Regions from separate parts of the Sus scrofa genome. Here region 2 is linked to region 1. Evidence: chromatin contacts called from public HiChIP or PLAC-seq data. All regions are on one chromosome and are shown on one strand. The core of a region is the stretch at or near the end of the contact, and the rest is flanking DNA. Distances in the headings are between cores, read along the strand shown.

Region 1 (4,549 bases), core at 200-2,699:
TGACTCTTTACACCCATAATTTCCTCTGCAGTACGTACCCATGCTCAAAAAACTTAACACTCAGTTAAAACTTAAGACTAAGTAATACATTATTTATGTATATATCTAATCATTCATTCAATAAATGTGAATTGAAGACCTACTTCCTGCCAGGTACTGTGCTAAGCCCTGGGATCCAACTATGAACATGACAGTCTTGGAATTTACAAGCTAGTGTGAAAGGGGCAAAGTTAACAGAATAACTATGCTGTGGATGAGGGTACTGAGATAGAATAATGGTGAAGTGAGGCAACTCCAGAAACAGATACAGTGTTCTGGGAAAGCCTTTTTGGGAGGTGACATTTAAATGAAACTGAAAAAATATTACATGTTTGATTAATCTTTTCCTCTCCCAAAGCAATTAGAATAATAATGCCTTTCGAATAGTGGATCTCAGCATAGCTTTCCAGGCCTCAACTTCCTCATTCTTGAAATGAACTTCCAAGATTCCTTCCATACACAAAATTCCTTTGTTTGAGAGAAAACTAAGTATAAGTGAAATGGACGTGGAGATGCAAAACTGAGTTTAGAAACGACTGCAAGCATTTTGTCGAGGCAAAAACTGAGCTTAGAAATGACTGCAAGACCCTAACCCTAAAGCAGAACGGAGCGCAAAACCCTGTGGATATACCAAAACCACTTAATTGCTACCTCAGATGACTTGCTTCTTATACAACATATAAGCAGAAATCATTCATTCACTCAGCCTTAGGAAACAACACATAACATAGAAGAAAGACGCTGAGTGAATGAATGTGCATGACTACACTAAAAAGCTCAATTGTCATTTTCCTAGGGACTCTCACTGAGAGGGACCAAGAGGGGTCTCCTGCTTCCCTTGCTGCCAGAACAACGGTCCCAATCCGAGGAGGGAGGAGAGAATCACATTTTCCTTGCGGTTCAATCCCGAGATTAGGTCTGCCACCAACCCTAGCTAGCGTGAGAGAATCGTTCCAGATGCTCAAAGAGAATCGAACCTTCAAAGGGGCGCCCTGAGAAAGAGAAAGCTACACTGAGACACCTCCTTTACCCCAGCAGTATCTCCTCCTTGGCCCTCAGCCTCACTCAAATGCGGCTAAAGGAGGACCAGAGAGGCCCTCCTTGTTTTGCCCGGAATGGGTCCCAATCGGGTGCCCTACTCCATCCGCCTGGCACACTGCAAAGAAACTGGGCACCTCCGGAGCCTCTGTGAAGAACCAGCGAGCTGAAGACGCACCCACATACCGTGGGAAAGTAAAAGGGAAAGGCGAGAAGGCCACGAAAAAGGTGTAAGTTAGAGGGGCAGACGGAGAGATTCTCTCTGAGCATCTGTAAGTTCCCAGGAGAACAGAGAAGGAGGTCGCAAGCGAAGGGTCTATAAGCCGGCTCTTACCGTCTGTGGGAGACGCCATCTTCCAACCCATGTCACGTGACGTTGCCAACCGTCGGCGGGAAAGCTAGGGTCCATAAGCCACGCCCCCAGAGAGAAACCCTATTCCCCAACCCTCTGTCCTGTCTCGTTTCCCCGCCCCATAGGGTAATCTTCCGTAGCCCCGCCCCCAGGGCTAGCCACACCCCCTCGCGCTGTGGATGTGCTGGCGCTGCTGAAAATTCTTGCAGAGTCCTATTTACTTTCCTCAGTGAGTGGGTGGGGCTGCGGCCATGCCTGTGGCCAATCGGAGTTCCGAATTCGGGGGCGTCTTCCTCGTGCTCTCAATATAGAGTATCCAAGTCAGGGGCGTCTTCCCCACCTCCGCCAGCAGAATTTGTTGAGGCGGGAGGAGGCGAGAGCTCTATCACTTCTGACCAATCGCATACGCCCAGAACTGGGCACTGAGGGCGTGGAGTCAGTGTTAAGGCGTGTGATTGGCTAGGGGAAATAGTCCTCTCCACCAATGAAGAGGTTCGGCAGGATGGAGGGGCAAGGCCTAGCAGCAGTAGTGTTTCTGGACAGTCTCACAGAAAGGCGTGGGGGGCTGAGAAGAGGCAACCGAGAACCATGGCGGCGGTGCTGGCTGCGGCGGCAGTGCGGGCCCGGATCCTGCAGGCGAGTGAGGGTGGCGCCAAGGGTTCATGAAACTAGGAATTCAGTCCTTTCCATCCGCTTTGTGAACCAACCCCCCCTTGGCCGACCCTCCTATTCCCATCGGACCTGAGCGGCCCTGTCCCACATCTCACTCGGTATCCACTTGCGTTGGATCCAGCCCTGGACTATTACCCGTGGCCTTTTTATTCTTGAGCCTACCCCTTTCAGGCTTTAGACCATTCTCCTCCTCCAGCCGTGCCCGGTCCCTGCCCTCACCTCTGTAGGTCTGCCCACCGTCTTTCCCTTTCACCTCTGCACCAACCACCTCTCTGCTCCAGAAGCTCCTTTTCTGGTCGCCTTTCTTGGCATTCTCTGGGAGCGTCCAAATTGTTCCCTTCCCCAACCCTACTTCACTCTATAACCCGAGGTAAAGGCGTGGGCGGAGGGGAGGAGGAGGAAGGACTTGAGGGGTGAGGGTCAGTGAGTGAACTTTGAGTCTCCTTCTAGAAGTGCACACTAAGCTTTCCCTCAAAGCAGCCATTTGCTGAGCTATCTTCCCCAGCTTTGGCTCTGTATTTTCTTTTTTTCTTTTCTTTTTTTTGTCTTTTTGCCTTTTCTGGGGCCGCACCCGCGGCATATGGAGGTTCCCAGGCTGGGGGTCTAATCGGAGCGGTCTTCGCCGCCCTACGCCAGAGCCACAGCAACGCTAGATCCGAGCCCCCTCTGCGACCTACACCACAGCTCACGGCCACGCCGGATCCTTAACCCACTGAGCAAGGCCAGGGATCAAACCCACAACCTCATGGTTCCTAGTCGGATTCATTAACCACTGAGCCACGACGGGAACTCCGTGGTTCTGTATTTTCCACAAGCTAGGCTGTCCTCTTGGCTTGCTGAGACTTTGAGTTTAACTTTTGCTCAGCCAAGTTAGTGTTTATGTTGGCGGTGAATAAGGACACATAGTTAATGCTACCCGGTTTGTTCCAAGCACATGCAAAGGACTAAACACCTCTGAAACAAGTGGCAGAAAATAAAAGCCAAGGAAAACAGGTGTAACGTTCTAAGTTCCCACTCCAAAATCACCTTAGTGTGACTCAGTTCTGCCCTCAGAGGTGGGGCTGGGAGTGGAGGTGGAGGGACCAGGTCCTCTCTGAAGCCAGCCTAAGGGCAGACAGTAGATAGAGCTACAGGAGCTGCCTGCCTGAGACCTGTGATTTCCAACTATTCATACATAGCTTTTCCTATGTTGTCCACAGCCTAGCAAGGACTTGGATTTTGAGGTGAGATTTGCCACAGGCAACATTCAGGAATCTGCAAAAAACAACGTTGCTTTTCTTACTCATTATATCAAACCTAAGAAAGTCTTCCTCTATACTACTGGACTTTTAGATAGTATTCACCAGATTTCAGTGAGTTCTACTGCAGAGACTATGCATTTTAAAGATTCTTAGCAGAGTCAGCAAAAGTTCCTGTTTAAATATGCTATTTAATGGGACAGTGTGAAGAAAGGGTTGGAAGGGTTTGTCAAGTGATCTGGTTTCACGCATATTTATTTTTCTTTTTTCTTTTTTTTTTTTTTTTTCAATGGCCACACCCTTGGCTGTTGAAGTTCCCAGTCAAGGGATTGAGAGTTTTAACCAAGCCATAGAAGCAGCAATGCTGGATCCTTGAAACCACTGTGCCAGGATTGAACCCATTCCTCAAAGCAAACCTAGTTGCTGCAGTTGGATTCTCAACCCTGTGCAACATTGTGGGAACTCCCATTCATATTTCTTGATGTGATCCTAGTTCTGTTTTTCTAGTATCTTTTTCGTTTTTAGTAATCTTTAGCCAACTAGAAATTACTGTGACATAACACTCTGATAAAGAGTAGTCTATGGGAGTTCCTATTGTGGCTCAGCGGTAAAGAACCCAACTAGTATCTATGAAAATGTGGGTTCGATCCCTGGCCTTGCTTGGTGGGTTAAGCATCTGGTGTTGGGGTGAGCTGTGGTGTAGGTCATAGACACAGCATGGATCCTGCATTGCCATGGCTGTGGTGTAGGCTGGCAGCTGCAGCTCTGATTCGACCCCTAGCCTGGGAACTTCCATGTGGTGTAGGTGCAGGGCCCAAAAAAAAAAAAAAAAAAAAAAAAAAAAAAAGGAGTAGTCTAGTTTCTGGCAGTCATAATATTATCACTCCCATTTAAAGATAAGAAAACTGGTCTTTGAGTTGCTCAGTGACTTTTCTCAGTGATGCAGTATAATGAGCACAGGCTTCCCAATCATAGTTGGATTCTGTCCCAGCTCGACCACGTCCTAGTTTTAAGAATAGTTGTAAAGATTAGAATATCATGAAATAAGTTACCTGACACTAAAGGTCATCCAAAGTCTCCCAGCTAGTAACCAATAGGGCTGAGAATTCAGGACTTAAGTCTTCGTATCTCTTTCTGTGTCAGGCTCTGTCACAAGTTTGGAGAATGGAGCAAACTACTCAATGAAAGCTCCCCTGTTATAACACAATGA
Region 2 (4,343 bases), core at 853-3,352, 150 kb before region 1:
GGGTTTACCCCTAGTTGAGGCCTTTCCTTTCTCTCTGAGAAGCAGGCAAAAGCCTAAAACGGCGCCGCTTCCCCGGCGGCCGCTCGGGATCCTCATCCGGCACAGCCGGACGCCGGGGCCTGGGGCGGATGTCCCCATACAACACCCAGTCTCCCTGTCCTGGCACAGCCACGAACCTCAGATCTGCAGTCGGCGAAATTAGGATCCGACCGACTCGGCTCCAGAAGAGGGGACGGCAGGGAATGGGCGAGCAGGAAGGTGGCAGAAAGCGCTGCAGGGGCCTTACCTGTGTCTCCGCTTCTTCCGTTTCTTAGTCTGGTTTAGAGCCGATTTGGACATTTTTCTGTCGCTGGAGGAAACATCTTCAGAATCTGAAAAGCGGGCGGAGGCACATGCGGCAGAATGGGGGGCGCGCTCGGCAGCACCCGGGCGCGTCAGAGTCCTGAGGTCGGCGAGGGCCCCACCCCCGGCGGCCTCCGGGAGCAACCAGGCCTGCTGTCTCCCTGGGAAGCCCTAGGCGGGGTGGACCCCATCCCCAAGCCCTGGATGTTTCTGCCCATGCCGGCGCCGGAATTCCGAGGATCTGAGGCTGATTTCGTTGTAAGAGAAGCAAAAGCCCCGACACGCCTGGGGCTGGGACGGCAGGGGAGCCAGACAGCCTCCGCGGGTCGTAGGAGCCCCCAGGCGATGCTCCCAGCTCGACCCCCTGCCCTGCGCTTACAGCCCTGGCCCCTGGGGCCCAGAAGGTGGCCCCCAGGAGCGGAGCGGGGGCGCGGAAAGCTGGACTCCGGGAAGGGCTGGGGGCTCCCGGGCACAGCCTCCTTTCCAGGGCTCCCACCATGCGCCCCCACTCGGGACTGGAGAGACTGCGACGCGCCACTTTTCGTTGCCCTTCCAAAAAAAAAAAAAAAAAGATAAAAAGATAACGAAAATCGAGGGCATCTTGGAGGGCGAACCAGAGCTGGAGGGCAGAGCGGGCGGAGACGCACCGCCGGGAAAGCCGCCCGGGGAGGGCGCGGCGGGGTCATCCAGGGGCCCCGAGCCCGCGAGGCGCCAGGATCCGAGATATTGTGGTGCTTAGGTGGGGTCTCGGATTGCGAACACTTGGGCCGCCGCGGTGGCCGGGTTGTCTAAGCTCGTGGGGTAAAAAATTAAAACCAGCTAACCAATGCGAGGGTTTTGGAATGGAGAAAAGGAGGAAGGAAAAGATAACTTTGGGTACCAAGGCTGGTGTCCAAAGCTGACACTCGCCGAAGCTGACACTCGCTTGCTTCCCCAGCCGCCAAGGCCCGGAACGGAATCGGGGTCCAGGAGTGCGGGTCCTCCGAGAGGATGGGGCCAAGTGGAGCAGTGGAGGGGGAAGCCGGGGCCGGAGTGGAGCGGCCTTCCCTACGGGTTCTGACACCCTGTTTCCAGTGGGGCCCCAAGCGGGCGCCGCAGCATTCCCGGGCCCGACGCGGGGACGGGAGAACAGTTTGGCCGCCGGAAACGCGGGGGCCAAAACCTGGCCGGCGCCGCGAGCATCCTCTAGCGCCCGCCCGGGGCGCACGGGCCTCAGGGTCGGGCCGCGACCACTCGGCCTGGCACGAACTTTTGCGCTCAGAGGAGGCCTCGTGATGCAAACGAGAGGTGATGGCGTGGGGTTCCCAGCTCTTACTCGAGTCAGGCAGCCACGCAGCCTCTCCCTCACCTACCTGAGCTGGCCGTCTGGCTGGTGTCCAGAGGTCCCGACGCTCTGCCCAGAGGCTGCAAGTGGACGCTCTGCGGGTCGGACAGCACTTCCAGGAAGGTGGGCTGTGCGTAGAAGCCGGGGAGCCCCCCGGGCCCCAGCAGCCCCATGCCGCCCACTCCTGCGGGACTGAGCACGGATCGTGCAGCCAGCAAGTGCCCGGGGGCCAGACCGTCGAGGGCAGCCCGCGGATGAGAGCTGGGGGGCTCCTTGTTCAAGCCCAGGATCTCCTGGATGCCAAACCCGGTGCACCTGGCTGGGGCGCTCCCCGAGGTACTCTTGGCTACTGTCTCGGCTTTGGGCTTGCTCAGCGCTTCCCCTGCTTTCCCCGTCATCTCTCGGCTCTTTGGAGGGGCCGAGGCCGCGGGTCTTTTGCTCCCCCCACCCCCCCGCCGGGCTCCCCTCTTCACGAACTTGGTCCCAGGTGCCCCCTCCGGTGTCTAATGCTCTGGAGCCCCAAGGAGATTCCCCTTTTATCCAACCAGGCGGCAGCCCAAGTGGGGTCAGAGCTGAGCAGCCAATCACCGGGGCCAGGAGCGATTAGGAATTCCAAAAAGCTGGCAGCTCCCGCCGCAGGCAGCACTGAGGGGCCAGGATGCTGGGGGCCGGGCACCGGTGGGCTCTGCACAGGGTGCCCGTGGGCAGAGGCCCCAGGGACTGAGATGAGATAACAAGGTTCAGGGCCCTTCCAGGAGGCTGGGTGGCTAGGGATTCTGGGCAGAGTCGGCTGGGACTTGTCCCTGGGGTAGGGTGGGAGGATGGGCTGAGGGCAGGTTGTAGAGACTGGGAGTCCCCCTCCCTCCCCCCTCAATTCCTATACAGGTTTGGCAGGGTCCGAGAAGCCCAAATATGGGACTCCTGCATAAAAGGCAGAATAAGGGAGGGGCGAATGCCTTCTTCCTGCTGGGGAGAGAAAAAGGGCCAAGGTTTGAAGAGGGAGGTGCAGGGGTAGGGAAGTTCAAGGCTTGTGTCCCCTGCGCAGGATACAATGCCTTGTGTGGAAGAGCTATTCAATAAATTTTGACCAATGAATGAGTGAATGGCAAAGGGGTAGGAGTAGGGGGCCCTAGTGGGAAAGAGAGTGGTGGTGACTTCTTTTGGAGAATAACCACGGACATCGGAACATCTAAGCATGAAGGGTACCCAACTGCCATGGAAAGATTTCATTTACTCTCCTAGTCGCTCAACTAATATGTACTGAGCTCTTGTCACCTCTGAGCTAGGAGCTAGGGGTTCCCAGGAAATGAGGTAGACAAGTCGGAGGGGCTGCTGTACCTCAGCCTTCCCTGAGCAAACGAAGGAAGAGGATGTGGAGGGGAAGGAGGCGGGAGGGCGTGAGAGGCAATTAAAAGGTGAGCTTCTGTCCCCAGTTGATGGGGATCCCTTGACTAACTCCTGTGTTGGAAGCTACAGAATTCCGGCCAACTGGGCCAGTAGAAAAGTGGTGAGAGGCAGCAGGAAACTGCTTTATGCAGGCAGGACCCTGGAGAAAAGAGAAAAGCCTAAATTCCAAAGGTGGCCAATGAAAGATAAGGGCCCTTTGGGGAGGATGGCTCCCTTGGGTCCAAGTGCTAAGTGGAGGTGAGTCTATACACACGCATATGTGAACCAGCGACCCTGCGGTCCCTGCACTCCACCATCTCAGCTAAGTCTTCTGTGACCTTCCTGGGGCTGGGAACTGTATATCTCTCTACCTAAAAATCCCAGCCCACTGCCAGGGCATCTAGTACCTTCTGTGGTGGCCAAGAGGCCAAACTGAGAAGGATATAGGGCCCTTGCTATAGGATATAGAGCAAGCTGGGCCCTTGCTAACAGGGCTGTTGTGAAGCCGATCTTCATCTGCTCTGGCCTGGCCCACATAGGAGCCAGAACCAGGTGGGGACATCTGTCAGAGCAGGAGGTGTCTGGGACGGAGTACTGTTCTCTCCAAGGGCCACCTCCTTATCCCATAATAATGTCATGCCTACTGTGCTTGTGTCCTTTACATAGCATAACCTCAGGTCCTCACGAGAACCCTCTTAGCACATTAGTTCCACATCTGAAAGGTGGCACGCTATTCTTTTTTTATTTTTTTGCTCTTTATGGCTGCACCTGTGGCATACAGAAGTTCCCAGGCTAGGAGTTGAACTGGAACTGCAGCTGCCAGCCACAGCTACAGCAACAACGGATCCAAGCCACATCTGCGACCTACACTGCAGCTTGTAGCAACGCCAGATCCTTAAACCATTGAGCAAGGAGGCCAGGGATCAAACCAGCGTCCTCATGGATACTAGCTGGGTTCTTAACCACTCTTTTTTTTTTTTTTTTTTTTTTTTGTCTTTTTTACATTGGCACCTGCAGTATACAGAAGTTCCCAGTCTAGGGGTTGAATTGGAACTGCAGCCCCTGGCCTACACCACAGCCACAGCAACACAGGATCCAAGCTGCATCTGCAACCTATATCACAGCTTTCGGCAACTCCAGATCCTTAACCCACTGAGTGAGGCCAGGGATTGAACCCGCATCCTTATGGATACTAGTCAGGTCTAAACCCACTGAGTCACAAGGGGAACTCCTGGCATAGCTATTCTTACTTGCAGGGTGCAGACTCAGGGATATGCAATTTTGAGGCATC

What was found. HiChIP or PLAC-seq counts read pairs in DNA pulled down with a chosen protein or histone mark.
Region 2: a contact with region 1 is called in an H3K27ac HiChIP or PLAC-seq map of skeletal muscle, with 2.8 times the contacts expected there. The contact joins the promoter of VSX2 here to the promoter of LIN52 in region 1. A contact is called at or near these places in 2 of 5 promoter capture datasets (fetal liver and fetal skeletal muscle) and 2 of 2 datasets of contacts at active chromatin or transcription factors (alveolar macrophages and skeletal muscle).

What each region holds. Positions count from the first base shown.
Region 1 is chr7:97,379,250-97,383,798 of Sscrofa11.1, reverse strand. It overlaps LIN52 (lin-52 DREAM MuvB core complex component), which reads right to left and starts at 1,449. Exons shown (of 6, transcript NM_001185836.1): 1 at 1,412-1,449. The coding sequence starts at 1,442. ALDH6A1 (methylmalonate-semialdehyde dehydrogenase [acylating], mitochondrial) reads left to right here and starts at 1,914. Exons shown (of 12, transcript XM_005656399.3): 1 at 1,914-2,065. The coding sequence starts at 2,018.
Region 2 is chr7:97,529,780-97,534,122 of Sscrofa11.1, reverse strand. It overlaps VSX2 (visual system homeobox 2), which reads right to left and starts at 2,102. Exons shown (of 5, transcript XM_021100021.1): 1 at 1,695-2,102; 2 at 287-371. The coding sequence starts at 2,064.